Linked DNA regions of Zea mays: region 1 is linked to region 2. The links are chromatin contacts, called in public Hi-C maps. All regions are on one chromosome and are shown on one strand. The core of a region is the stretch at or near the end of the contact, and the rest is flanking DNA. Distances in the headings are between cores, read along the strand shown. Region 1 holds the start of LOC103650054 (auxin-responsive protein IAA4). Region 2 holds the start of LOC100382453.

Evidence for each region. Hi-C and Micro-C count contacts between places; a contact is called where the count stands out from the background.
Region 1: a Hi-C map of bundle sheath shows a contact between it and region 2, with 4 times the contacts expected there. The contact joins the promoter of LOC103650054 here to the promoter of LOC100382453 in region 2. A contact is called at or near these places in 4 of 25 Hi-C or Micro-C datasets (bundle sheath, ear and leaf).

The regions. Positions count from the first base shown.
Region 1 is chr3:49,409,441-49,416,303 of Zm-B73-REFERENCE-NAM-5.0, reverse strand. It overlaps LOC103650054 (auxin-responsive protein IAA4), which reads right to left and starts at 3,972. Exons shown (of 4, transcript XM_008675721.4): 1 at 3,547-3,972; 2 at 2,734-2,936; 3 at 2,318-2,429; 4 at 1,880-2,222. The coding sequence starts at 3,773. The coding sequence ends at 2,168.
Region 2 is chr3:49,237,028-49,243,975 of Zm-B73-REFERENCE-NAM-5.0, reverse strand. LOC100382453 reads left to right here and starts at 5,429. Exons shown (of 3, transcript NM_001175194.1): 1 at 5,429-6,447; 2 at 6,542-6,634; 3 at 6,720-6,948. The coding sequence starts at 5,440. The coding sequence ends at 6,815.

The DNA of each region.
Region 1 (6,863 bases), core at 2,723-5,222, 170 kb before region 2:
CTAAATATATGAAGAAGGTCGTTCCACATGATCAGCCACGCTAAAACGAACAAAGTCAAAAGGGAGATCTGCGTGAAAGCAAAAGCTAATTAAACCAATCCAAAAAGTTGTACAACCAAGATCGCTTGTCCATCCACCTCTAGGGATGTCATGGTGCTTTCCAGTTTATTTATCGCTGATGTGTTGTCCTACTCAAGTGTGGGTTGGTACAATGATGAATCCATATTACTGGCCCAATCTGGTTGCTTATGCGGATTGGGGGGCACCACAAGTTTTGCATATTGGCATGTTGATCATGTAGACATAGATGAAGAAGATGCAATCCAAAACAACCTCTCTACATCAAATAGTTATATTATCTGATCATAAGAGCCGATGACTTGCATCGAGCTGAGTCCTTACTTCGGGAACAAAATAACTCATGATATCTATTGTTTCCAAAGTGTGCTGGTGCTTTTGGTTCGCTAAGCTCCAACAAAAGAAAGGGGCATATGTTGAGCACCAAAAGTGGCAGACAGTCTAACCTTGGGCCCAGACAGTCTGCGCCCCTGCGATTAGATTAACTCGGGTGATTATCCTTATCTCGTGCGTGGTTATCCATTTAATCACGTGGGAGTTGTTGGCTATCGCTAAGGAACAAGTCTATACCTCCTCCCTATAAATATAAAGGGGTACGGCCGATTGAGAACCCCCGGACACATTCCAATGGAACCAATTACTTTCTTTATCATTTCTATCGTAGGAGTAGATGTAGCGTAGTTCTAGTTATAGCTTTCCACATATCTATCTCCACCCCTATTCGACTCTACGTCGTCTACATCCGTCTTGGGTGGCCTGTCGACCCCAAGGCGACCCTAGGATCTTACCCCTCCCAGGGGCAAGATCTAGTTGCACACCCAAGGCCTCTTCCTCGAATTGATCTCTTAATTCCTAGGTGACTCCACGTCGTCTAGGGACGCCCAGGGTGACCTATCCACCCAAGACGCCCTAAGATCTCTTCCGCCAGGGGGCGAGATCTAGGTTCCAACGAGGAGGAGGAAGACAACCTTGCGCCATCGCGGACCGTCCGGCCCTGTGCGCGCACGATCCGATGTGACACAGGGAAGGCGTCGCTCCTACGTCTAGGTCGTGGATCGTTCGGCCCAGAGTTGTGGACCGTCCACGTCGCCACAGAGAGCACCGCCAGGCGGTACACCCCTAATGATTGGCGCTGCCTAGATCGGCATCAACAGGTGGCTCCAAGCGTCTTGGCGACGTGTTCCATGGCTTGTCCGGGCGCACGGGCGTAGGTGGCGCATGGAGGCAGCAAAGTTGGCGACACGTGGAGGCGATGTGAACAACACGAGTGCAGGCAACGCGCAGGCGACAAAGACGCTTCGCACAACACACCCATAAGATATTCATGTAAATGTCTAACCAAAGATACCGTAGACATTTGACTCATAAATATAAACGTATCGAAAGAGTCATTTTGCCAAACATTTTGCAAACAAAACAGTGGCTCCTGTGAAGGAGCTGAAGCCGAGCTACTTTTAGAGGAGACAAAGTCCTGCCAAACATGCCTTTAACACCATGTTAGCGTTTTTTATAACCGTAGTACTCCCTCTATCTCAAATATTATAATTTGTTTGATTTTTTTATCAAGTTTGACAAGCTCGTCTTATTCATTTTTCAGAAAAAAATAAAAATTTCAAAATTATACTTAAAGTATATTATATGCTAAATAATATCACAGAAAAATAAAATAATTATAAAATTTTGTGAATAAGATAAGGTAGTTAAACTTGAGGTAAAAAAGTCAAACGAATTATAAATTTAAACGGAGGTACTAAATAAACAAGAAAAAGGTCTGCGTATACTCCTGACTTGCACGAAGATGTGTACCTTGGAACTATAATATTTTCCATGCAAATTGCTTGTTCTTTAACAAATAACCATGGTATTTACAAGGCAGTCAAAGAAACAGGAAAGGAAACATAAAATACCAAAATTTAATTTTGCAGGGATGGTAGCAAGGCTGGCGTTTCTTCAGTACACTGTACACGGTTAGTATAGCCTCAGCATCACGACTCCACTCTGTTCAGCAAAATCTTTCCTAATGAACCTAATATATATTAAAAAAAGAAGAAGAAACAGAGTCGATCCACCGCATGAAAAAGTTTGCTATCTAGCACCTGTCGGTTCTCGCAATCCTCAGCTTCTTTACGCTTCCGAGAAAGAGCCTGCCGGAAAAAATGGACGGGGAGACAAGACTATTAATTAACTAACAGTAAATGAAATGCAAGAGTGAATCATTTGAGCGGAGAAGAAACATTACTCCCACGGTACATCCCCAACCATCATCCAGTCTCCATCATGGTCTTCATAGGTGAGAACATGCGCGGCCTTCTCGTGAGGAACCCGCTGATGGTACTCCACAGCGTCAGCATCTAATCATATCACATATTTATTATAGAGCGACCGGCAAGCATTTGCAATACTCCTTTCATTTTTTTTTACTTGTCAACACTTTTTTACGTGTCTGAGAGTTTATCTACCCAATATATATAAAGTGTGAGGCAAGAACTCCAAAATTTGAATAATTCAAATTTGTGGTCTAGTGGTTGTGGCTAGAATCCCAAGAAAAACTAGTGTTGGCATGGAATGATTACCATCTTTTTTTTTTTTTTGCTTCCTCTGATTAAAAAATCTGTGGTAATGATGAGCTTATTGGCTAGTTGCATATATACTTACAAGTGATAGATGCCTTGAACATGTGGCAAAGTTTCGCTAGGAGGCTGCTGTACCCGTCCAGCAAGAGCATGTCCAGCTTCCGGCCGATCGGGACGCCTTCCATGTACACCTTGACGAACAGCGTTCGCCGTCGGCGTGCCGAGGCAGTCAGGGCGCTTCTAAGGAACGGTTTGATCGGGGGCCAATCCGGGAGTGCTTGGTTCCTGCCCATCACCCGTACGTTGGTGTTGAAAGTGTCATGTTAATAAATGTAGCTAGATGACTTGCACACAGGGGAACCAATGGGATGTTAATCGGGGATGCTGTATATTTTAGAGATATGATAACGACAGAACAAATACGAAAGTTGTTGTGAAGATATCAGTGATCAATGAGGGCTGAAATTATATATACTCTTAAAAATACTACAGTGTCTGGCTCAGTGAAAATCTGATTCTTTTAAAACACTCTTCTCGATTCATACATGAGAGACACGAGTAGTATCCGATAAGGGGGGAAAAAGGAATAGACTGAACTGATGAGCTCAACATGGTGGCTCACGTATATGATCCATGGGGGCTGGAAAGAGATCCAAAGAAGAAACAGAAGAACCAGAAAATAACACCTGTAGTTCAACATGCAGATGCGCAGAGAATTCATATCGACAGAAATTAAAAAAAAGGGGGGGGGGGGGGAGCCTTTAGCTTGTTTCTTGCATATATATGCATGTACGTACGAGACTTGATGATATCATCTAGCACGAAACTAGTAGTTATTAATAAGAAGGGAGAAAATTAAAAAAGAGAGTTGTAGTGGTTGAAGATAGAAATTAACCTTGGCGTAGAAGGGACGATGCTGTTGTTTGTCTCCGCTACCAGGAGGGCGGAGGACGCCGGCGACAGGCTGAGCCCTAGCTGCAGGTCGGGGCTGAGCTGGTCCCTCCTCTCCGGCGGGCGGCGGGAGGCCGAGGACGCGGTGGAGAGCGCCGGGGGGTGGGTGCTGCTGTCCATGGACGACGACGGAGACCGCCGGCCGCTGTCGTCGTCCTTGCACTCCGCCATGCTGCTGCTGCCTGGTGCATACACTGGTAGCTAGCTGGATACTTATCAGAAATGGAGAGGGGTGGAGTGAATCTATAGCAGCCACCAACTCGTCAAATCGGAACGGAACGGAAGGGGGGAAGGGAAAGGGAGCAGGAGAGCAGCTGTGTTTATATAGCTGGTGTGGCGATGAGAGGGCTTAGTGGCTGACAAAAGCCAAATAAAAGAAAGGGGTTGAGCTAAACATATGCGCGTATCGGCCGGCGTATAGTATAGTAGGGGGGAGAGTTGTGTGCCGAAGAATATGAATAATTGTGCCTTCTTCTTTATTTTTGTATATATATAATATATGCGTTGGAGTATAAAAACTATATGCATCGTTTTCGTTCGTGATAGTTGGACACGACTTGGTTAGCTGTGATCAGATTAAGGTGAGAGAGTGAAAAAATTGCATGTAGAGGATTCCTTTTTTTTCCTTCTCGTTTTACACGAGCCCATTCCATTTTTTTTATATGAACGAGCGATGTGCTCTCTACGCTTCTCGCTCAGCGAGCATATATGTGGGACACAATGTTGGGGATTATATTAGCTGGTGATTAATCTGTTGTAACGATAATAATAATAATAATCAAGGAAGAGAACAATAGTTAAAGAGAAAACAATGGTATCATGGTGCGCCCTCCGGCCTCCCCATGACAGCGGACGTGTTGGGTTGGTACGGGGTGCACTCGAGCGCGCGGGGATGCGGCCACCACCGCCAAAAATCTCCCCTGCCTGCCTGCCTCATGTTGCGCGATGGATGCCGCTCGCAGTCCACTGACACGTACGCACGCAATCATGTGCGCACGCTCGCTCGCTCCAGCAGCAGTGTGCAAACAACAACCCCGCCCCCGCCGGTCATGATCAATCAATGCGTGATGCGGTCAGTTCCGACTTCCGCTGGGCACACATACGTGTCGCTGTACACGCATGCAAACCCGGGCCGGCACACGAGTTATTGCGGAGGGCCGCGCGCCGGCCGGCATGGCGTGCAGTGGAGACCAAGCGAGCCGGAGATGCGTAGTACGTAGTACGATGGATAGCCAGGCAACCACCCACCCGATCGTACCGGCCGGCTCTGTCTGTATGGTTGGCTGGCTTCCTGCCATGTACGTGCGGCGCAGCTGGGTCTACGTGCGCACGCGCGCTGGTCATAAAGACGGGGACTTGTTGATCCACCCGGCCGGGGGGCGCAACGCAAACACGGATCGGTGTTGACGCGCCCGCGCGAGGCCGGCCTGCCACGGCGCAGGGCTACAAGCCGGGGACATAGCCCCGCCCGCCGAAAGCGACAGCCTCCTCTGTCTCTGTAGTCTGTACCATCGGCCGGGACTGTTTCGTTTCATATTAATAAAGACAGCCGTTTAAACTGTTGCACTACAATTTATAAAGACGAAAATATTATAAAAACAGTAGAAACCGCTCAGAACTATTCGCACACACGCGTAGTGTTTATGTCAAGCCTTTCTATGTATGTTACGAGCGGAGCGGAGCTGAGCCGAAGCATGCTACCCATATACGGGAGAGGACGCTAGGATTTGACGCGCAGGAACACGCGCCGCCACGTATCGGGGATCCTCCGGCAGCCGGTGCCGCAGCGCGGTCGCGAACGCTGTCAGAGCTGCGACGCCACTTTGTCCCGGGCGCGCGTCGTGTCTCTTGATGGGTTCATCTCCACGGCACGAGCGCGTCATCGCGATGGATCGGGAACTAACGCTTCCCCCGACCGGTCAGACAAGTCGCCTTTCACGCCATCGATTGAGCACCCGAGCGGGGAGGGCGGTCGTTTTCCGCGGAATCCAATTTGCCGAGACAGACAGTAGAGGTGGACGTTGACGTGGACGTGGACGGTGACGCGCCAACCTTTTTTTCTTCCCCCCCACTGCCGTCCGTCTAGTCGGCCTGTTTCATCAGACGCCGACGGCGACGGCGATTGAGTGACCCAACAGCTAGTGGCGTGGGTTACCCAACGTCACCGCGCCGAGCACGGATCAGGGCGGCTTTGGCGGTGCGGGATTAATTTGATGATTGGCCTAGGGCACATTCTTCGCCATTACAGATTTTGTTTTCTCGTGAGCCTGCCACACGTACGTTCACAAGCATGACGATGTCCTTCCTGCAGAATGGGAGCGAGGACGTGTTCTTCTTCTCGAAACGAACCGGCTGCTACACGTACTGTACACATTTGCAACGTGGAACATTTGCCGGAATCCACTTTTCTACAACGCGAAAAAAAAGACAAATTCCCTCGAATTTTACAGGGAATGTACATAAGCATTGCACTGTTTTTTTTTTTGAACTAATGCGTCTAATAGACGCTTTTTTTTAACCTCGAGAACGACGATGATCTCTGATGCCCAGCAAAAACTAGCTAGTTCCACGCGATTATATTGCCGGCAAAATGCGTTGGTCGCACACCGAATTCCTTCCAACCAACCGAGCATTCAATTCAGCTCGTCGATCGACGCGGCTGTTTGCGCTGCGTCGGGTGGGAAAACAAAAAAGAAAAAAAGAGGACGGTCCAAACGTTGCTGAGAAGGGAGGCGACACAGCCGACACCACTTCGCCTGCGCTTTCCCTCCCTCCCCTCTTGTCCCTCCTGCCGGCTGCCGCGGGCGCACGGCAGAAAAAAGGCGCTCTTCGTCTCGCTGGCTCTCTTCCTCGTCCGCGCGCCGGCATGGTGCAAGTCCCAGGCAACCTCTGCCTCCTCTTGCAGCGGTGCAGCCAGCCAGGGTACAATGATGGTAGGCGTATGCAGCGCAGTGTAGTAGTAGTGTACCAGTGCAGCTACTAGGCGGTGTGATGGACTGGTGGTGTAGCGGTGTGTTATTGCATATGTAGTGCACTGTTGGCCAGGCAAGGGAAGCAAAGCAAGCATGGGAAAGGTGCCCTACCGTACTGATGAAGTATGGATGCAATAATAATCCTTGTCTTCTGGCATAAGGGAGAGGTCTTTTAGTGTCTTTTCAACCATATGTGATGCCCCCGACGAAGTTGACAAAAAAAGTACATAAACTAATTCTGATGTAAGGGTTCTTTCTATGTTAAACTAGCTAAGCCTGTCTCCAGTGG
Region 2 (6,948 bases), core at 4,180-6,679:
AGCTCTTGTTGCGACTTGTGTGCGTGGTGACACTCTGATTTTTGTGTCTTGTGTGCGTTGCTAATCCCTCCCTTGCTCCGTGCTTCTTTGTGAACTTCAAGTGTAAGGGCGAGAGGCTCCAAGTTGTGGAGATTCCTCGCAAACGGGATTGAGAAAAGCAAGCAAAACACCGTGGTATTCAAGTGGGTCTTTGGACCGCTTGAGAGGGGTTGATTGCAACCCTCGTCCGTTTGGACGCCACAACGTGGAGTAGGCAAGCGTTGGTCTTGGCCAAACCACGGGATAACCATCGTGCCATCTCTGTGATTGACTTCTTGTGGTTATTGTGTTTTGTTGAGACTCCTCTCTAGCCACTTGGCATTTACTGTGCTAACGCTTAACCAAGTTTTTGTGGTTTAAGTTTTCAAGTTTTACAGGATCACCTATTCACCCCCCCCCCTCTAGGTGCTCTCAGATTTAAAACCCAAAAATTAAGAGGAAAGACCAAAAGGGAACCCCTCAGCGTCGAGCGGCAGTGTCGGGCAAAAGTACGATAGCGCTGCATGTGGAGGAGTAGTGCTGCTCGACAAAAAATGCTCAGATTGACTTTAAATTTTGTGACCAACAAGAGGGAAAGAAAAATTCACTCGAGAGTTGAGCGCAAAAGATCAAAACTTCAAAGTTAGATAAAAAAACTCACACTTGACTTGAGGTTTTGTCAAAAGAGCAAATCTGTTAGTAAACTTGTCCACGAGTTGGATCAGCTCATACTAGGGGTTGCAATAAATCAAGAACATTTTCTAAAACAGGGATTAACCCCCCCAAAACACTTCCCAAACTTGAAGGCAAACACAAAACTCAAACTAGAAGAATCGAGAAGAGAATAAACAACTCAAACACAAAAAACCATCAGATTTGACACGAAATGAAAACCCAGAGGGCAAAGTGTGGTTACGACCACACTTCTCAAAATTCCATGAACTTAGATGTTAAGGTTCATAGCATATAAGGATCTCCTAAAACATGGGACAAAAAATGAAGATAACAAGCTAAGTGATGGAAATGAAATGCTAAAAAAGATACCTAAATGGTTTAGCCCTTCCTCCTGTTTATAGAGGGTTATTCCTCTTTCTAAACTACTCTAGATACATAGAGCATATCCACTCAGTTAGGGACGAAATAGACCAACTCTTGATGTATTGATCTGACGATTACACTCTCTTCACGAAGTTGCTTCGCCTTGACACATCTTTCGTGATGATGTCATGTGCCGTCTCTGATTCCCCCTAGCACCATATCATTGGAATTTGAGGCCCAAACCTGGCGAAACCCGTGAACTATCACACTGGGTGGTTTTGAGGCTCAACCACTGAAACCACCCTGGGTAGTGTACTCCACACGTGACCCACATCTCCTAAACATGTGTCTTGCCGGTCCACAACCATGTCGACGACACGGTCTGCTCCGTCATATCCTTATGTATGTTGGTGTCTCTAAGTGTTAGCTATCATGGCTGGTCACCTCGCTTCTCTAGTCACTCGGTCAAGACACAACATTCGTCCTTCCCCACTCTTGGTCTATCAGCATAAACCTGCATATGACCTACACCCTCGTCGTCGACCATCGTCTCTAGACTCCACACCTGTGCAACCAAACCAAGAGATATGTTGCACAATCACTCATCACAACTGTTTAATCCATACAATTGAACCCAATACGCTACACTTGTTGACAATCACTCATCATAACCTGAATCACAAGAGCATATACCAACCTTGTGTTCCCATATAGATAAAATATTCTTAGTATTTATGACATCAAATAAAAAGATTAGACAAGTTATAAATATATTTATATAATATAATTTAAAACCATAAATGTGAATATTATTCATTCGAAATTTGGTCAAACGTGAACCACTTTAACAGGCAACATATTCGTTCTTCGTTCACAAAAGACTGAAACTTTTAATCTCTTTGAGGGACAACAGTCCCAGCAATTATGTGATCGTCATACACTATGCTGAAATACCTAAATTAAGTTTACCATAAATATAACATATACTTTGTTACTAATTTCAAAAAATATTCGTCAACCCAATAGAGACATATACCATATACCTTTTTGCTAGTTTTTTTTTCTCAATCTCCACCCCTTTAAAGCATGCATGGTGTGTTGTGTGTCACGTAGGTCTATTCTAATCCTCCACTTCTCACATAACAATGGCCACAATATATTGTTACACCATATATGGGCCCTGAGAAACCACCAAAGTCCAATATGACAGGAAGTCACACGTAATGCAGCGCTCTCACAGAGTACCACACTTCACTAGCTGAAGGAGGACGAATGATCGAGCGAGCTATAAAAAAGAGGGTCGGACTCATTTTCAACTCATACCTTTTTCGGCCTTTTGACTAAAATAAAATATAATATTTGTTCTTATCAGTTCAATATTAGATATATAGATCATATATTCTTTTGATATTTAATTTATTTTTATGGGTATCAAATATGATTATGTGTCATCGCAGAAAACTTCGACCACGTGTATCCCACAGATCTTCCTGCAGTTGTGTCTAGAGTGTATTGCAGATCCGAAAAGAAAAAACCCTACATGCCATTGGACTTTATACTCATCTCTTGTTTGCCATGAATGACATTTAGGCGTTATTTTTGTGTGTATGACATGTGGGCTACGTGGCATGCAAGGATTAGTATAATTTCCTATGGCATACAGAGAATTGTCGCATTAGAATAGAAAAAAAAAATTTGGTAATCACTTTTTAGTCGAAGAACAGGCAGATAAAAGAGTACGAGTATTCGATAGTCACTTTTATTTTCTAAATTGCCAAACAGTATAACTAAGGGATGTCTCTCAAATAGAGATTCTAGAGACTATAGTCTCTAAAATTTAAGAGTGTGACTAAATACCTCCGTTCTTAAATATATGACATTATTGACTTTTTTTTTGAAAACTTTGATCACTCGTCTTATTTAAAATATTATTCAAAAATGTAAAATTTCAAGTCATGAGCAAACAACCTTAAGTGATAAAATAAATCATAACAAAATAAATTATAATTCATTTTTTTGGATTAGATAAGAGGTCAATTTTTTTAAAAGAAAAAGTCAACGGTGTCATGTATTATGTATTTAAGAATGGAGATAGTACTTTGTTGGCTCAATATGCGTCGACTAGTTAGCCAATATTTTCTCTCCATGGGAGTATGTATATGAGTAGCCAAGACAGAGAACAAACAGTTTGTGGTATCGTGTGAAAATCTTCTCTGATGGCTACAGCTACCTACTACTAAACAGATGCATCCAGGACTGCCTGCACGTCTGCCTCCGTTAAAAATATGAGCAGGAGTAGCTCACCAATAGTATAAAGTATGCGCAATGAGTCATGCGACTCATGCGTGCCCGAATTCTGATGCACCGCTTCCGTCCGTCTCCAAATCGGGAAGAAAAAGAGGTTGGGAAGAAAAAGAGGCTAGCAAGCCGACAGAGACGCGCCCATACTCCCCCTAGCTCAACATGCGATATATGTTTTAAATGCGCGAAACCGAACACTCCACGTGCCCATCTCCCAACGGAATCGCCGAGGAATGGACACCCCGTGCGCCCCCCTGCTATTGCAGTTGCAGCACCGCCATGAAACAAGTCCCATTTAGCACCGTACCGTTGGTCGTCAGGTAGCAGCAGCCGGCAGATTAATTAAGCCGCGGAAATGTCAAACCATGCACGCGTAAGAGCAAGTTTAGTTATAATAATATAAGTTACAGTAAGGTTTATAATATTGCTATATCATGTAGCCAGCTAAAAGACTACTTATATTATATAATAACACTCTCATAATAAAAAAAATGTATATTTAATATTTAGTCCTGCCTTGAAGTCCGTGTGCATCTCACTTTTAGCTGGTTACTATTAGTGAGTAGCCCGCTTTTTCTTTCTTCGCTTCTTCTTTTTTTCTACCTCATCATAAATAAATCTGAAATGTCATCACTTACAGCATGTCTATATCAACTTATATTATACTTTAAGAACTATTGCCCCCTTTGCTTGAGCAGGACCAATGATTAGGTAGCTGTGGGCTGTGTGGCGTACAGGAAGGAGTACGTGTGTGGCGCGAGGGAGCAGAGTTTTGGGCGCGCTTTCGTAGCCGCACACGCACGGACGCACCTTTCTCTATCAGAGGAGCGTCCTCGGTGGTTGCGACCACCACCGAACCCCCGTACGTACGCTCAGCTCACACGTCTGGGCTGGATCCCCTGCCCAAAGCGGCTTTGATTGCCTCCCTTCCTTCAGCTTGCTACTAGTTCAGTAGTTCCCTTTCTTTTCTACCGCTTTGTTGCTTTTGCAGCAGCAAGATGCCCCCCCTTTTGGCTTTGCAGGAGCTGAGTTCCTGCCATGTGTCGCTGGGACTGCACCGGCGTCCAAGTCGCATGCCCATGGATGGATTCGGTATCAGCACGGAGTACATGATGCATGCGCAAGCTGTCAAGTGTAGCAGGGAAGCACGAGCTGCAGCAGTGTTCCCCCGCTGCTAGCTCATCATTCATTTGATGGATGGATTCGGTCCCCTCGTCCCCCCGATCGTCCAATCATTTAAATCTCTCCGTGCAAGAAATAGTGCGATACGATGGAGGCACGAAGTGCGTAGATTTCATCCTATGCCTACTGTATAAATTCATTCTGCATCCTGAAAGATCTTTCATACAAACCCCTAGTGATAGTAAAAGTAAGTAAACAAACAAGCTAGTAGTAAATATTCTACTCAATCTACAATAAAGGATGCCATGGCAGGTCCTTGCCAAAAAATATAATAGGATAAACAAAGATGTCAGGTTAACTAACTAACTATGGATCTTCAGGTTCGTCAAGCCCTAATTAATACTAACTTGTGTAGAAGTAGGAACAGAGGTTATTGCTAGGTGGAATCCGCGCATTGTAAAAATCACCTGACTCCTAACTAGGAGGGGAATATAAATCCAACAAGAGCACAAGGAACACACTGTGGCAAGCACAAGCTTGGGGGGCGGGCCGGTACAGAGCACTGCCTAGGCCGCTGTTGCACATTTTGCACGTCTCATCTGCTTGTCCATTTCCATCCAGGTCCCCCAGGGCAACAACTGTGCACCGCTCGCTGCCTTCTCTACCGTGACCGAGAGGGTGAGAGCTCCCAGCCCTTCCTCCTGTAGCCAAGATATATACCTAAAGGTTGAACAAGCAGCAGCAGAGGCAAAGCCGTTAGCCAATCTGCTGTTGCGTGTTGCACCGATCAACGTCGGTTCCCAGCGCTTGCTCGTCAAGCGTGTCCTGCTGCTGTTCTCTGCTCCTGCTTGCCGCGAGAGCTCCTCTCGCTCATCTACCCAAGGTCCTCTCGGCGCCGAGATGTGAGCTTATCTCTTGACCGGTTCTTGCTTCCTTGATACAGCGCTAGCTTATGCGTGCATGTGCGCTTGGTGCAGGTCCGACAGCAACGACTTCGTCGAGCTGCTATGGGAGAACGGCCAGGCGGTGGTGCACGGGAGGAGGAAGCAGCATCCCCAGGCCGCCTTCCCGCCCTTCACCTGCGGCGCGGCCAGCAGCAGTAGAGCTCAAGAAAACCAGCCGGGTACTACCGACCCGGTCTCGCTGTTCAAGACGGGAGGCCTCTTCGCCGACTTCTCGTCCGGCCTAGACGCCGCCCGTGGCAACGGTGACCTTGACGACACCGTGCCCTGGATCCACTGCCCCATCGTCGAGGAAGACAGCGCCGCACCCGCACCTGCCCTCGCGGAGGGCTACAGCCCAGATTTCTTCTCGGAGCTCCATGCAGCGGCGTTAGCAGCGGCGGCGGCAGAGACGAACCTCAGCCCTCTGCCACCACCGGTCCAGCACAACAGAAGCACCCCGGTTGCCACCACCAGCAGAGGACCAGAACCCTCGAAGGAAGCCCCGCGCATACCAGTACCAGGTCCAGGCAGCAGGCCCGAGCCACAATCTGAGTTCGCGGCCACCAGGAAACCTCGGCCGGAGAGCGGTGGAGAGGGATTGATGAACTTCTCCCTCTTCTCTAGGCCTGCAGCCTTGGTCCGGGCAAGCCTACAGAGGCCACCGCCACCGCAGACAGGCACTGACAAGGTGTCCAATGTCACCACGAGCACCCGCGTGGAGTCGACGGTTCTACAGTCGGCTAGTGGGCCAAGAATCGCCCCTGTGTTCACGGACCAGAGGACGGCGTGGTCACAATCCAAGGAGGTGCGGTTTTCATGCGCACCAGCGCTGGCGGCTGGTAACCTGCACCAGGATATGCCTCTGGGAAGACCTGGCAACAACATGACTCCCCAGGGGAAAATGGAGACCAAAAAGGCTTGTGAGGTTGCAGTCGCTACTCCATCGCTCTGCTCCGGCAATGGCGAGTCCTGGCGCGAACAAAAGAGGAAGAGTCAGGCCGAATGTTCTGCAAGTCAAGACGATGTAAGCAGAGGATCTGAGATAGGGAGTCGGTGGTATGTGGCTACGCACACCTTGTACTTACTGCTAACAATTCGTAAAAAATGGTTTTGTTCAGGATCTTGATGATGAGTCCGGTGGGATGCGAGGATCAGGCGGCAGAGGTACGAAGCGCAGCCGCACCGCGGAGGTGCACAATTTGTCCGAAAGGGTAAGCATGCAATCGGTCTCTGTACAGGCTCATTCCTGACTCTGAAGCTCGAGCTACCATTGAACTGATCGGACTGTACCTGCAGAGGAGAAGGGACAGGATCAATGAGAAAATGCGCGCCCTGCAAGAGCTCATCCCCAACTGCAACAAGGTACGACGATCCATTTCTACCATCTTTTAATTAGGCCCCGTTTGATCTGATTAGTCCCTCTATTTTAGTCACATTTAGTCCATAAATTACCAAATGGTAGGACTTAAACAGAGACTAAATTGTTCTAGTCTCTTAAGAGGTGACTAAAAAAACTAAACCATAT